Linked DNA regions of Ovis aries: region 2 is linked to region 1. Evidence: chromatin contacts called from public Hi-C data. All regions are on one chromosome and are shown on one strand. Each heading gives the region's core, a stretch centred on a gene start, on an enhancer-like site or on the middle of the called end of the contact. The rest is flanking DNA. Distances are from core to core; before and after follow the strand shown.

Region 1 (7,901 bases), core at 3,140-5,639:
GGCCTACTTCCCTCCCGAGCTTTGCATGGGGCAGGGCACACAGTGTGCCTGATGGGCTGGGCTGACTGGGCTTGCCTTGGGCTCCACTCAGTGGCCCTCATGCACCGTGGCCATGGTCAGAGCTCAGGAAGGGAGGGGGCAGTGATGCTGGAGGCCCGGAGAAGGGCCAGGCCTCCCCACCCCAGTCTTCCTGCCATGTGCCTGGGCCGTGGCTGTCCCATGGTGGCTGTGGGGTAGGGTCCCCCTTCTGCCAGGCAGGGCCATCTATCTAATCAACTTAGTGATCAAGGTTGACAGCCAGAACAGCTTGGGGCCTGAGTCATCAGCTGCTCCAGGGCCCCATTCTCCAGGGTTTGAAGGTGGACAGCGGCCCCTCCCTTCTTGCTCCTTGTGCTCTCCCTGGAGTTGGCTGTGGGTGCCCCGGGGTCAGGGAGCCACAGTGAAGCAGTATAAGCTGGTGACGAGAGAGACCTTGTTCACATCCCAGTGCTGGCTGTTTCTGCCCAGCCTGGCACTCCTGGCCTTCCTGTAAAATGCAGGTGGCAAAAGTCTGTGGTATGTGCAGAGAAAGAAATGTAATGAGGTGTAAAAGCACTGAGTCAGGAAGCAAGGTCAGGGCCATCTCAGCTCGGCTCCTGTGGGGCGAGCCTGGGGGCCCCGCAGGCTGGCTGTCCAGGGGTGGGACGAAGAGCAGAGGGGCTGGACTCCCGAGTTAATCGTTACAACCAGGTCCAGAGTCTGCCCTCCTGGAAGGCGGGGGAGAGGGTGTGGGATGCCAACCAGGTGGGGCAAAGGGAGGGGCCCTCACTCGGGGCCTGTCCCGCCCCCAGACCTGCCTGCCCCCTTATCAGGGGCTGGGCAGGGCCTCCCCTGACCCTGACGGGGGGACCGCACACTCCAGCACCCCGGCTGCTGGCTCCTCTGCACGATGGGGACCTTAGGGATCCTGCTTCTGCTCATGGGTCTGCTCCTGTCGCCAGCTGAGGCCCAGAAGGGTAAGGCTCTGACCTCTGGTTTGGGGGGTGGGAGGACAGGTTGGGGGATGGGCTCGGACATGGGCTCACCCCCTCCCCACTTGATGAGAAACCAAGGACCCTGAGAAGAGAGGGGAGAGGCAGAAGAGAAGGGAGGCCCCCTCCCCAACTCTCCCACTCCTTCGGGGCTTCCCACCCCATCTCTGAGGCACTTCCCTGCAGTCCGGTGTTGAGGACTCTGCTTTCTCACTGCCCAAGGCCTGGGTTCAACCCCTGGTCGGGGGACTAAGAGCCCACAAGCTGCGGTGTTGCAAAAACAAGCAAACAAATTAAAAGGACTTCCCTGGCAGTCCTGGGGTTAGGACCCCACACTTCCACTGCCCGGGGCGTGGGTTCCATCCTGGTTGGGGATCTAGGTCGCCCATGCTAATGTCTGAGCATCTCCTGCACTCTTCTTTCCCTGTCCTCTTGGGGGCCCCCACCTTTCCCTGGTGCTTCCCTGGTGGCTCAGACGGTAAGGAATCCACCTGCAATGCAGGGAGACCTGGGATTGACCCTTGGATTGGGAAGATCCCCTGGAGGAGGGCGTGGCAACCCCCTCCAGTATTCTGGCCACAGACAGAGAGGAGCCTGGTGGGCTACAGTCCATGGGGTTGCCCAGAGTCAGACACAACTGAGGGACTAACACTCCACTTTCCACCCTTCCCGTTTCTGAGTCCTCACTGCCCTCGCCTCCCCACAGAGCGCCATCTGAAGCCCTGGCTGGTGGGCCTGGCTGCGGTCGTGGGGTTCCTGTTCATTGTCTTCGTTCTCATGTTGGCCAACCGCCTCTGGTGCTCCAAAGCGAGGTGGGAGCCCCATTCCTCACCCCTTCCCCTCCCACTCCTGAAGTGCTGGGCACCTCCTCCCACTTCATGACCCTCTCTGGTCCCTTTCCTTGTCTCCCCATCCCCTGCCCCCCTTGCACCCCCAGCCCAGGACAGTCATGCAGTTCCGCCCGGCGGCTCTTGCTTCCTGGAGTTCCTTCAATCTGGGGGAGACTGAGGCTGCCTCCACTTCCTGCCCTTTATCCATCCCCACCCCTCTGACTCCCATCTCTTCTGCAGAGCTGAGGATGAAGAGCGGCCCTCATTCAGGATGCATCCCAACCCATATGAGGAGGTGGATCTGAGGTACTGCTGCGTGAGCATGAGAGCGTGTGGTCAGTGGGTCTGTATGAGGCGCCTCTCAGGGACAGGAGGGGTGGGTGTGCACTGATGACCTCTTTCTGTCCTGGAACACCTCAAGCACACTCTGGTCCCAGGGCCTTAGCACCTACTGTTTGTTCTGATTTGTACACCTTTGCCCATATCTTCTGGCTGGCTCTGTCTCTCCTCCAGTCCCTGTTCAGATGGTTCCTCCCCACAGAAGCCCAATCTGACGAACAGCCTTCCTGATGCTCTCTCTGACACAGCCCTGCATCTTTGCATATATTGCCAACTGAAATTATCTAAGTCATTTACCGGTTTCTGAACAGAACTTAGCTTTGGTCCAGGCTGTGTCCCCATGGCCCTGCTCAGGGCCTGGCATGCGGTAGGCACTTACTAAATGCCTGTTGAACAAGATGGTGGTGTGGGATAGTGCAGGGACTGTGTGCAAGCGTGTGATTTGGTGTGGGTGACTCTCCTGGATTCAGGGTCTCCCATGATCCTGTTTCCAGATGTGACTCTGGTGAGAGCTCAGGGCTGGAGGCTCTTATGGAGCAAGCACCCCAACTTTGGGCAAAGGTTTGGGGACAGGAGTAGGATCTGGGAGCTGGGAGGAGACTATCCTGGCTGGAAGATTCTCAGCTGAGCCCAAGATGCCTGAGGGAGGGGGTCTGGGCTGGACTATGTTTAGACACAGCTCAGCCACAGTAAAGTGTGATTCCTGCTCTTAGGATGTGCTGGAGGCTCCAGGTCCAATAAGTGCTCCTAATTCATAGTTTGCTCCCTGCCAGGTTCATTCCTTCCCCATCCATCTGTTTACACTCCCACCCACAAATCCTCCCATTCATTCTCCCATCTATCCATCCATCCATCATCCATTCTCCCATCCATCCACCCATCCATCTATCCATCCCCCCATCCATCCATTCTCCTATCCATCCATCCATTCTTCCAATGAACAACTGAACCTTAGTTCTGCCTTTGTGAAATGGAAATCACAAGGCTGCCTTGTAGGGGCTGTTTTGAAGATGCAGCAAAGACTTTTTGTAAAGCATTGGGACAGGTAAAGGCCTGGCACAGGTGAGGGTCTGTTAAGTGGGAATGACTCTGGTTTGTTACCAAGGTTTGGGGTCTTTGTGTCCTTACAGAAAAGAAGACAAGAAGGGGAAGGCAGAGAAGGAGGAAAAGGCTGAGGAGAAAAAAGCTGGGAAGGGGGAAAAGGCCAAGAAGAAAGGAAAGAGAAACTTCGGGCTGGAGCTAGAGGAAAATGAGGAGCGCAGGGACTACGAGAAAGTCAAGAACACGGCCATGTGAAGATTCAGTCACCTCCTCCAAGCAGCCCGCCAGAGATGCCCCTTCCACACCCTAGAAGCAATGAACTGAACCTGAAGCCACTGTGGTGACTCCATCTAAGGTTGAGAGTACAGCGCCCTGAATGAAGAGGCTTGGAACCCTGCCCACTCCCCACCAAGGAGGGCTCTTCATGTGTTATGCAGTCTGTATTGTTAGGATTTGTTCTGTCTGGTGATTCTTCTTCCACTCAGAGACCATCCCTGGTTCCCGAGAAGCCCCCAACCCCCACAATCTCACCACTCCACCTGCTTCTCCCCACTGCCTGAGACATCTATTGGCCAAAACCTCCTCCCTCCTGTTCAGCTTCAGGACGGACCAGTATAGGCCAGGGACTGCCTCTTGGGGGAGAGCCTTTCAGAAGGGCTTCCGTTATCCCCGGGGACTCAGTTTCCCCAGGAGGAGACAGTTTTGGGGGCTGGGAGCAATGCCCGGGCAGCTGTGGGAGACCAAACTCCACCGTGCCCAGGTGCTGGGCAGATCATATGCTCCCCTTGCAATCTTGATCCTGCTGTCCTGAACCCTGAACTTTGAGCCCGAGGGCTGTCTCCTGGGAAAGCCTTGCTCCCCCCACCCCCGGCTTTTTGGCTCATGTGATTCCATTTCCAGAAACTGAGTCTTGACGGGTGGGGTGCCTCTGGGTGCACCATCTTGGGAGGGGACAAGCCTCCTCTGCTCTCCTCACTTTCTTCAGGCCCTGGACCTTGCCCTGGATGTTAACCATTTCCTAATGAGAACTTTGATAAAGGTGGTGTTTATCATTTTATTTATGGATTGGCTGTGCTGGGTCTCCGTTGCTGCGCAGGTTTTTCTCTAGCTGTGGCCAGCGGGGGCTCCTCTCTTGTTCTGCAGGCTTCTCGTTGCATTGGCTTCTCTGGTTGCCGAGCAGGCTTCAGTAGTTGCATTAGGGCTCCCTTGTGGAGCCAGTAGCTGGGGCGGTAGCCCAAAAGGTGGGGAGCTTCTGAGACTATCCCAGGATCGGCCACCAGGGGGCAGAAAAGTCGTGAATAAAAATATATAATAATCTCCCTAAAAGATGCTTCCGCTGAATGCCTAGCATCCTTATGGTCTCAGTCTCTGTCGGTTTGCAGTTCGTCCCATTTTCCAGCTGAAAATACTGAGACTTAGAAAGAAGGACGCCACCAGCCCAGGTCTCCCTGGCCGTTGTTGGCAGCACTGGGATGGAAGCCTAGGCTGCCCAGGGGACGGGCACATGCAGGGGCTGGCTAAGGTCAGATTTGGAGGTTCATGTCCTAGGACGGGAGAGGGTTAGGGTAGAGGGTGTTCCTAGCTGGGAGAACTGTGTTCCTCTGGGATGCTGTGTGGCCCCAGGGAAGTGGCCTAACTTCTCTGAGTCTCGAGTTGGCTCCACTTTTGCAATGTGAGGACAAGAGTTCTGACCACCAGAGTGTGAGACTTGATGGAGGTGCTGGGACTTCAGAGCCAGTGCAATGCCTAGTGGTCAGGAAATGAGTTTCCCACCCTTCTCGAGCCGCCCCTACTGTGGCTCTTACCGTGGAGAGTGAGGGTCAGGATGGGCCTCAGGGAGACAGGAACAAGGAAGCTCAGGACCCTGAGCCCCTCCCCATGGTGCCCGGAATTCAGGGAGGGGACCCCACCTCCTACTTCCTGGGGCCCCGGCCACACCCTGCCCTGGGGTGCACTGAGCAGGCCACTTCCTTCTCCCTCCGGGGCTGCAACCCCAGAATCTGCTGGATAGGGGCGAGGACAGAGGGCACAGGATGGGTAGATTCTGGAAGACCCCCGGTCAACTCTCTCTTCTCGCAGCTCTGATCCCAAGGCTGGTGGAGGCCCAACCCCGTAAGGCCTTGGGAAGGAGTAGGGGTAGGGTAGGGAAGAGAGTCCCAACCTGGAGGCCCCGACGCTGACCCAGCCCTGCTCCCGCCCGCAGTGGCCCAGCGGAATTCGTGGCTGGTGGGGCTGGGGGCTGCGCTGGCCTTCCTCTTCCTCATCTTTGTCCTCACCTTGGTCTACGCCGTCTGGTGCCGGGAGTCCCAGGACAGGTGGGTTCTCACCCTTTGAGCCCCTCCCCATCATTTACTCTTTAACATCTCAGCCCCGCCCCTCTCTGAGTCCCACCCCTCTAAGCTCCTCCCCTACCGACCCCCTCCCCTCTCTGAGTCCTGCCCCTCTAAGACCCTCCTCGCGCCAAGCCTCTCCCCTCCAAGCTCTAGGAGCCCCTTCCCTCTCGAGCATCCTCCAAGACTGGGCAGGACCAGCGGGGTAATTCTCTGATTCTGAGAGGCCCCCAGGGGGACCTCACAGACTTCGCTCCTGACTACCCACCTGCAAAACGAGGGTGGCTTCCTCACAGAGATACCCCATCCCTAGGATGTGTTTCAATAGGGGGGTCTATAAAGTATCACCCCCATGCCAACACCACCCATTTATCCATCCACCTGCCCATTATCCATCCATCATCCCCCCTGACCTGTCTCCCACCTTTTCTCTCTCCTTCCCTCCCTCCATCATCCATCTCTCTTATCTGTCCATCCATCCATCCACTCACCTGCCCACCCCCCATCCATGCGTCCATTCGTTCATCTATCCACACACTCATTAATCCATCCACCCATCTGTCGCTCAAGCCCTTCATCTCTGTGCCGGTCCACTCACCCACAATTCTGAAACCCAGGAAGCCGAAGAGGCCAGAAATTAAGAGCTCAGTTTTGGTTCATACAGTTCGCGATCCTGAACTCCTTCATGTTCTAAGGGGGCCAGTGTCCTAAGCTGCCTGAGTCTCGTCCGCTTCTGTGTCATGGGAACAGTAAGGGTGCCTGTAGGACTCAGAGCTTCTGGGAGAATTGTCAGAGGCCTGGAGCACTGTCTGTCCTTATTAACTCGGATTATCGGGGCTCTTCTGGTCTCCACAGCAATGAAGAGAAGGAAGAGGAGACTGTGAGAAAGGAGAAGGGAGAGGACGACTGGGGACTGGAACTGGAGGAGGCAGAGGGGCCTCCGAACCATGAAGCAATGGCAAGTTCCTCCTCATGAAGTCTTCCCACACATCTCCTCCAGGCAGTCCTCCAGGGATGCCCCAATGCCTTCTCCACACCCTGTCAGCAAAGGACCTGGTCCTGGGGCCAATAAGATGACTCTCTGGGATTCAGAGTTCTCAGAACCCGCTCCAAATCCCTCTCAGAGGGCTCTCTGTGTGTTACCTGGTGGTCCTGTACCCCTTCCCAAGCTTGGTCTCCACCTGATGATCCTTCTTGAGCTTGGAGGGTGCCCCTGGAGGAGTCGCCCACATCCCCCCAAGAACCTCCCCCCACCACGGTCTCATGTCTCTTTACTCAGTCCATCGCAAGCATCTTTTTACCCAGCACCTGATTTCTTTTCCCACCTCCAATTTCTGTCAGGTTTTGATTTCATCAGAGAAGGCAGGTCCTCCTGTTGCCCAGGTGTAAGCTCTTTCAAGCGCTTTCTTGGAGTCCCAGTCCCTCTCCTGGCGCTGTTCGCTGTCCCTGGCTCAGCGCGCAGGGCCGTTTCGGGGGAGATGAAGGCTTCTCCTACCCCGTGCGGAGTTTCAGCACTCTGTCCTGCACGCTAGCACTCCCAGGGGGTGGGGTGAGGGTGCAGGGCTGGGAGTAGGGGGCGACACAGAATCATTACCCCCTCTTCCTGTCCTGCACTCCTGGTGGGGAGGCTCCATAGAGGAGAAGGAGCTGGAGTCCTCACTTCTTTGCTGTGTATCCCGGAGCAAGTAACTTAACCTCTCTGTGCCCAAGAGTCTAGTTCTGTAAAAGGAAAGAATAAATCCTTAAGTTGTCATGAGGAACTGAATGAAATACTGTCTACAAAACTCCGGAGGGCAGGACCCAGCACCCTAAAGGCATCTAGCAAGTATCAGCTTTCTGTATGCTGAAATGGTGAGGATCGGGGTGGGGGCAAATGAGCCTGCCGCCTCAGACTTGGGGGATCCTGAAGGTCAGAGGGTGTGTTTTCAGACAGTTCTGGGAGCGTAGTTTTCAGTCCTCCAGTTTCCTCCAGGCGAGGCCCGGCGCTTCCGCGTGGGTGGCCGTGCGGAGGGTGGGGCGGGAAGGGAGAAGGGAGGTGCTCTCTGGGCTCCTCCCTTTCCGCAGGGGCGGGACTTCCCTACTAGGAGGTGTCTGGGGGCATTTCGGGGGAGTTTTTTGGTTGTCGCAAGCCTTCCCCTTTTATGGCATTTAGTGGGGAGTCAGTGCTGGGACAGCCCTTTCAAAGCCCCCAAATTGTTTTACCCCAGGGGCCAATGGATGAAGAAGACTCGGCTTTCCTTGAGATTAAAGGCCAGATTGAGTCCCCCCACCCCGGCTGAGCCTCGACCCTGGGATGAACCTCCAGCCTCCGGCTGAACCCTCCATCCCAGCTGAACCCCCACCAAGTTGAG
Region 2 (7,901 bases), core at 2,456-4,955, 92 kb after region 1:
GGAGGTTAACTGTAGCAGGTATCATTACCCCCATTTTATAGATGAGTAAATTGAGGCCCACGGGTGGCCTTGAAGCCCTAATAACAGCTTTACATTGTGTAAGCAGCCATTTCCGGCTATTAAACCATTTGCACAAAGAGCCCTCAAGGAGGGGCAGGGAAACCCTTATTAGTTTGTGTGATAGAAGAAACATCATTAAGGCCCAAGGAAGGAAATGATTTGCCCAGGGTCACACAGTGGCTGAGCTATGTGTGCAATGTTGGGGCTCCTCCATCATTGCCGGTGCCTGAGGCTCTCACTGGTTCAGCATCTGCCTCCAGTGATAGGAACTAGATGCCTGAACTTGGCATTCATTCATTCATTTGGCTGCACCAAGTCTTAGTTGAAACGTGTGGGGTCTTTAGTTGTGGCATTTGGTCTCTTATTTGAAACATGTGGGATCTTAGTTCCCTGATCAGGGATTGAATTGGGGGACCCTACACTGGGAGCATGACGTCTGAGCCACTGAACCATGAGGGAAGTCCCATGACCTTTGTATTCTTTGCCTTGTCTCCATCCTCAGGACTGATTTCGGCCTGGCACAAACTAGATCCCCAGGGCTGCAATAGGGGTGAGGCCAATGGGGCACTTATCAAGGGGTGTGATATCTAAGAGGGCACCAAAAGCTCAGTCGTCAAGATAAATAATCTTTTAAAGTATCTGCAGAAAATCTAGGACCAACAAAATATCGCAATTAAATAAAGTCAGGATTGGTATTAGTGATTTTTTTTTTTTTTTTTTTTTGACCTCAGACTCCAACCTCAGGCCTGCAGGTAGGCAGGGACAGAAGACCAGATTTGAGGAAGACCAGATTCAGTGTGGCTTGGGGAGACCCTGAGATGGATGCAAAGGGCACCCCAGGCCAAAGGAACAGCCTAAGCGAAAATGGGGGGAGACAAGGCAGCAGCCAGGCATGGACCTTGAAGGCCAGGTCTGCTGTCCTTTGAGGCGGCCACCCCTCGTCTCTGAAAAGGGGGTGCAGGCAGAGGATGAAGAGCACAATCCTCCCTTCCCACCACCTGCCCCCCCTTTCCAGCTGCCGAGAGTGCAAGGCCAGGAGTATGATTCAGAGTGGCCCGGCCTAGGCTTAGCTCCAATCCCTTCCTCCTGCCAACAGCTCTCTCTCCTCCTTTGGATTCTGTTGGAAAAAAAACAAAAAACAAAAAACCTCTCCCTCCCCACCCCACCCCCCACCGCTGCCGGGAGGAATTTGACATGGCAGCAGGCCCAGGCCTCCACCCTCCCCCAGGCAGTCCTCTGCCAAGCACGACGTGGCCACACCGGGGAGGACCGTATGAAGATGGCACTCTCCCCACCTTGGACGCAGAGGAGCTCCTGACTCTGGTGAGCCCTCTAGGGGCCCACCCTGTCCCCCAGGGCTCAGCCTGGCACTTAGCTCCCTGCCAGGCCAGAGACCATCTGTTCATCATTGAAACCTCAACACTGGGTTTGGTTGGCAGAGATCTCTGGAGCTGCAGGTCAGGGACCCTGGGCCCTGAAGGAGCAGAGGGCTTTCCCAGGTCTTGGCGCCCCCTAAGATGGGCCATATGAGACTTCTGGGCTGGGTGGGGTTTGAGACCCCTCCATACATCTGCACGCACGTGCACATGCACACAGACACACAGACACACACACACACACACGGCTCCATTTCCTCGGTCCCCCCAATCCCGGGAATCGGGCCAGAACTGAGTTCCAGCCAGTCACCTAGCAAGACCTCACCAGGCCGCCAGGCCATGAAGCCTTCCCACAAACACAAATACACCCGCCCTGATTACTCCCCCTCCTCTAATTCAGAAAGCAAATCCCGGTTGACAGCCAAAGTGGCTGACGGCTGCTGGAGGTGGTTGCCCAATTGCCAGAGTATGGGGGGGGCTCTGTCCAGACTCTGGAGCCCTGGGTTCTTCTTACCACACCTGCTTTTCCCTCTCTCAGCCCAGGGAACCCTGGGGGCTCCCCCAGAGCTGGGGGGTGGGGTGGGGCAGGGGTGGGGCAGAGGGGATACTGGAAGGGGGTGGGGGCTGAGCTAGAACATATGCAGAGGGGTTAAAGAGAATTAGTCTTCTTTCATTAATTCATCTAACAACATTGATCCAGCACCTTCTGTTGCCAGGCACTGTTCTGGGCACTGAGGATGCGGTAGGGGACAAAAAAAGCGAAAAATTCTTGCCCTCATGGAGCTCATGGTGCAAAGGGGCAGATAGGTGGGGAGCAAGACATGGAAGGGGAATGTACAGTTGGGTGGTGATGAGTAACTTGGAGAAAAAAAAATGAGAGAGATGGGGATGGGAAGTGGGCGGGTCAGGCTTGGGGGTGCAATTTAATAAGCTAAAGGAGGTGGAGAAGAAGCCATGTGGGTGTCTAGAGGGAGAGTGGTTCAGAAGGCATAGCACCTGCAAAGGCCCTGGGGCAGGTCCACAACTGGTGCATTGGAGGAACAGCAAGGAGGTCCCTGTGGATGGAGCAGAGTGAGCGAGGGAGGAAGGGAGGGCAGGAAGAGGGTGCGGCAGGTCGAGCTGGGCCTCCCAGCCTCAGAAAGGACTTGGACTGTTATCCCAGGGAGATGGGAGCCCTGGAGCGCACCAAGCAGAGGAGGGGGCGGGGCCTGACTCAGGTTCTCTCGGGCGCCCTCTAGCTGCTGCGGGGAGGACAGACTGAGGGAACAGGTGGGAGTCGGGGCCCAGGATGAGCGATGTCCGGGGTCCAGGTGGGTGGTAATGAGGGCTGTGCTAGATCAGGTGAAGATTGTATGCCTACTATGTAAAACGCTATTTGCTGGGATGTTCCTTTGCCTTCACATTAGCTCCACAGGTACGTATTGCGTCTGTGCGTGCTAAGTGGCTTCAGTCATGTCGGACTCCGCGAACCAATGGATAGTAGCTTGCCAGGCTCCTCTGTCCATGAGATTCTCCAGGCAAGAATATTGGGGTGGGTTGCCATTTTCTCCTCCAAGGGATTTTCCCAACTTCGGGATTGAACTCTGAAGTCTCTTACGTCTCCTGCATTGGCAGGCAGGTTCTTTACCACCAGCGCCACTGGGAGGCCCAGAGAAAGGCAGGACTGCACCCCAAATCCCAGTGTTTAGGTGGCACAGCACATCGTATCAGTGTCTAAAGCCCTCCAGGGCTCCCTGTTGCCCTCGGGATGAGTAAGTCTTCCCCGCGGCCCTTGAGGCCCTGCATGACCTGCCCCTTCTCCCTCTCCCCCCTTCACTCACTCTGCTCCAGACACACAGGCCTCCAAGCTATCCCTCTAACACGCCCGGTCAGGCCCTGCCCCCGGGCCTTGCATGTGCCATGCCTGCTGCCCTGACTCCTCTCCTTCCAATGTGGCTTTTCCTCTGCATCTTCACTTCCTTAGTGCCTGGTACATGGCAATTGCTCAACAAGTATTTAGTGAGTGACTTACTGAACGTTTAAGTATAATTCGGGCTTTGTTAAGACGATAACAGGCCAAGAGCTCACATCTGAGCAAAGAGCTCCCTCAGATCAACTCTGAGGCCCACAGATTAGGAAGCACCAGCAGAAGGATGTCTCTAAGGGACCAAGAGGGGTAGATTTGGGGGACTAAAGGGACCCACTCCGAAACCCTTTGCTGGGCCAATGGGCTTCACCTGGAGATGGGGCGTGACTTGTTGGAGCATTGTCATTGGCCAGCATGTACCCAGGCATGTTCTGATAGGCCTCGCGGCCAGGCGCAAGCTGATTGGCTCCTTCTTCTCCACCCCATATCCAGGCCCGGGATTCCACTGTTTGTGCTGGTGCCCAGTTCTGAGTTGCTTTTTCTATCCTGATGGTGCCTGCGGGGCCAAGGCAGTGGCACTGCCCAGGCATGCCACCCTCAGATTTTGCAACTGTGGCATGCCTTGGGCTCCTTCTACCAGTTTCTGGAACCCTGGCATGGCCGATCACATTGACTGCCCACCCCTCCCCAGGTGGGACTAGTGTCCTGAGCAATGGGTTGCCTGGGGAGACTGTAGAGCCTGGTTGCACCCTGATGTGCTGTGCTCTCTCTGAGCCTGAATTCTCTCCTCTGCTAAAGGAGATCTCTGAACGTGAGGGTGCTAAGGAGGCTGTAGAGGTTCTCAGAGGGGCGGTTCTGTCCTCCAGAGGACACTGAGCTGTGTCTGGGGACATCTGCGGTTGTCATGATCGGGGGGGGGGGATGGAAAGGATGCTGCTCCTTATTCACAGTGCCCAGGACAGTCTCACAGAGAATGATCCCCTTCCCCAAATATCCACAGTGTCCACGGGGGAGAAACTGCAAGAGAGGGCTAGGTGTTTTGGAAGTTGGAAACGTTGTGTGCAAGCATATATCCTCCTGCGGCGGGCCAGACCTTTACAGAGCGGGCTTCATTTATCTTCCTGACAGCTAAGGGATGTGAGGACAATGAAAACAGGACAGTTTTGTTGTGCACCTACTGTGTGCCAGGTACCTCCCATGCCTCTTCTACACATGACCATCTCACATTCTACCCCCTGCCACCGAGCTTCCATTCTTCCTTAGCCCATTTCACTGATGCACAAATTAAGGCACCTGCCCACAATCACCACAGGTAGCACCTTTGCCTATGGTGTAGACAGACTCACTCGTATCATAATAAGAACATCAACAGCCGATGGGGCCCTACTTTGTGCTAACTTTTACAGACTCAATGCAGTAATTCTCAAAGCTGCCCTTTCAGGGGTGTAGGACTGTTGCCTCCATTTTATAGATGGGGAAATTGAGGCCCAGAGAGAAGCGGGTCTGTTCCAGGGTTCTGTACAACATACAGCTAGCTTCCCAGGTCATCTTGTACTCATACCCCTGTTTCTGCCAAGGTAGGTCTGCTCCCTGGCCCTTCACCCCAATCCTCCCAGAAGGTGGGAGGTGCTGCTGTTGACCCACTCAGGGTGGAGTTCCTCCAGCCCCCCAGCTTCTCTGGGCTCATCCCTGCAGCCCTCCAAACAGGAGGAAAGGGGAGCAAAGCAGCAAGAGAGACTGGGGTTAGACACCTAGTAGCACTTCCTGGGTTTGGAGACTGGTAGAGCAGGAAATGTACCTGAAATATTCCCTCTACTGGAAACATTTCATATCCTTGGAGAAGAGCAAAGAGCAAGTGAGTGATGACCCTTCTGGACAAGACAGGGAGACTGCAGTTCCAGGAGGCATGACCATTTGCCCATGGGCAGGGGATGCCCAGCAGCTGGGGAAGTGTATCCCTGAGGGCTTTGATACTGTCCAGATCCCTTGGCTCTAGAGTCAGGCTGAACTGGGTTGGAATCCTGGTTTGGTCATTAGTTTGCCTGGTTACTTGGTGGGGGAGCTTGCCATTGCTGGGGATACTGAGAATGCCATGGAGGGTGGTGGCCGGAGTCAAGCCCAGACTTCCACAGAGGCCACTGGGGAAGGCCTCCACCCAGCACCTCTGCCAGAGGGCCTGGCACAGCACCTGGGTGTGGACGTGGGCACCGCCTGGCACTCTGGAGCCTGCCCACACATGCCAACCTGGGCACAGCCTCCAGAGTCCCACTCTTGTGTCTCTGGTATCTCTCCTTCGAATGAAGAAGCTGAGGCTGGGACCTCATGAGGTGGGAGCCACTGAGCAATTCAGGGTGGCCGTGGGGACACAGCCCACCTGGTCCCCGTGACCGCCCAGCTCAGGGCTCCCCAGGCTGCGTGTCTCCTGTTGTCATATGGGAACTCAGACAAGTTGCTTCTGTTTTCTGGTCCTCAGTTTCCCCATTGGTCTGAGAGGAATTCACTGATGTGCCTGGCGGGGCTGCTGCAAGGAACAGATATCATGCACTTCCGTGAAGCAAAGGGGCAGGAGTGACACTGCGATTTCCAGTCCCACAGGGCCCAGGAGGCCTCTTCCCCTGAATCCCACCTGCCAGGCCCCAGCAGTCAGGCCACTGAAGGCTCAGACCCGAGCTCTGCTGCTCACAGATGGTGTGGCCTTGAGCAGGAGGCATCCTTGCCTCAGTTTCCCCATCTGTAAAATGGGCACATCCACATGATGATCACAGTTGCCACTCTTTGCAGGCTGCCTTGCTGGCTGGAGGAGGGGCCCAGAGACAGCCCTCCCACATCCCCTGAGTAGGGCTGGGGTCTCCTCTTCCCACCATGGGGGCTCTCTCCCACCTCCTGCCAGCTGCTCCTAAAAGTCCTGCCAAATGGGAGGTTTCTTTGCCTTCGAAAAGTTAGGGGGCAACTCCTGCTCCTCTAGGTCTTAAAAGGGAGCTCCTTGGCCTTTGCCCTTTGCCCTCTGACCTCCAGCAGCCAGGTAGGGGGAAGCCAACAAGTAGTGAGAGCAAGTCAGGAGGGCGGTAGGAGCCTGGTAATTGGGCCCCAGGTCACACCCAGGTAGATGTGCCACTTAGGGGGGCATTTATTGGGAATGGGAGCCTCAGGTGAGGATTGAAGTCCTAGCACTGCAGCCCAGGCTGGGGGGCGGGGAGCGGGTGGCTGGCACCCAAGGTGGGTCATAACGGCAGGAAGTCGGTTACAGAGGGAGAGAGTCGTTGGCACTGTGATTTCCGGCTGTGCTGCTGGGTTATGTAAAGGGCAGAGCCGCGGGGTGGGGAGGGCGGGCACCTCGACATTGTTGCCCACCTGGCCCAGCTGACAATGGAGGGACAGAGTTTCAGAGCACAGGTTGGCATTAATTTGAATCGGACCATGGGGACTGATGCCCTCAGCTCATTTCTCCACCTCCTCAGCCTCCCATCCACTGGGCACCATCAGGTGGAGGGGTGGGAGGCAGCCCTCTGGGTTTCTCAACTCTCCCCGCCCTGCCCCAGAGGCAGAGGACCCCAGTCTTGGTTTGCTGGTCTGTGCAATAGGCCTGGCTTGCATATTTATTTACTTTTGTTGTTGTTGTTGTTCTTTCTTTTTTTTTCCTCAAGGATAAGAGACTTTTTAATTTATTTTAATTTTTTTTTTTGATGATAACTATATGTTTGGGCTTCCCAGGTGGCTCAGTTGTAAAGAATCCTCCTTCAATGCAGGAGATGTGGGTTCAATCCCTCGGTTAGGAAGATCCCCTGGAGAAAGAAATGGCAACCCACTCCGGTATTCTTGCCTGGAGAATCCCATGGACAGAGGAGCCTGGCGAGCTACAGTCCATGGGGTGGCAAAGAGTCAGACATGACTTAGTGACTAAACCACCACCACCATAACCACCATCACCATCACCATACATTTATCCATCATATCATGTAGATACAAAATTAAAGAAATAGAAAAAAATTTTTTTTCCTTGTGTTGAGGACTCTCTGAACAGGCTTGGCTGAGGGGAGGTGGCCTCTCCACTTCACAAAGGAACACACTGAGTCTTGGTGAGGACCACCACGGCCATGAGGTCTTCCGTCCAGTCCCAAGCTGCCCTGTCCCCGGCGTGCATCCCACGTTTTGGTTCATCAGCCCGCGTTAATTGAGCACCTGCTATACGCTCACTCCCTCCGGGGCTTTCTCCACAACCTGCAGGGCGGGACCCCCACTTTCTGGAAGAGGAAACTGAGGGGACAAATCTGGGGTCAGAGAGGGGCCGGAGCCTGACTTGGGTGTCCTCACTTTCGGCCCTATGCTTCCATCCTCGGTAGCTCAGTCGGTAAAGAATCTGTCTGTAGTGCAGGAGACCCGGGTTCCATCCCTGGGTTGGGAAGATCCCCAGGAGGAGGAAATGGCAACCCACTCCAATATGCTTGCCAGGAAAATCCCATGGACAGAGGAGCCTGGCGGGCTTTACCGTCCATGGGATCACAAAGAGTCGGACACGACTTAGCAACCACCATCACCACTACCATCCCTCAGACACGCGCTGCACCCACCACGCCCAGCCCCCCACCCCTGAGCCCCTTCCACCACCTAGGCCTGGACTT

The links. Hi-C and Micro-C count contacts between places; a contact is called where the count stands out from the background.
Region 2: a Hi-C map of liver shows a contact between it and region 1, with 3 times the contacts expected there. The contact joins the enhancer-like site here to the promoter of LOC114114843 in region 1. A contact is called at or near these places in 15 of 16 Hi-C or Micro-C datasets (blood, hypothalamus, liver and 7 more).

The regions. Positions count from the first base shown.
Region 1 is chr5:18,223,104-18,231,004 of ARS-UI_Ramb_v3.0, forward strand. LOC114114843 (small integral membrane protein 24-like) reads left to right here and starts at 4,390. Exons shown (of 3, transcript XM_027969889.3): 1 at 4,390-5,332; 2 at 5,424-5,535; 3 at 6,406-7,310. The coding sequence starts at 5,254. The coding sequence ends at 6,526. It overlaps LOC101117756 (small integral membrane protein 24), which reads left to right and starts at 873. Exons shown (of 4, transcript XM_027969888.2): 1 at 873-995; 2 at 1,717-1,822; 3 at 2,081-2,146; 4 at 3,310-4,277. The coding sequence starts at 929. The coding sequence ends at 3,475. It overlaps SMIM44 (small integral membrane protein 44), which reads left to right. Exons shown (of 3, transcript XM_060416322.1): 2 at 1-995; 3 at 2,081-2,146.
Region 2 is chr5:18,315,361-18,323,261 of ARS-UI_Ramb_v3.0, forward strand. No RefSeq gene overlaps it. Among named protein-coding and RNA genes, the nearest start is that of NFIC, 13 kb to the left of the region's middle. Within about 2 kb of position 3,706, at least 14 of the 54 cell types and tissues checked have an H3K27ac peak or open chromatin away from gene starts, as enhancers often do. A contact at or near this core is called in hypothalamus, liver and tail adipose tissue, where this site is marked.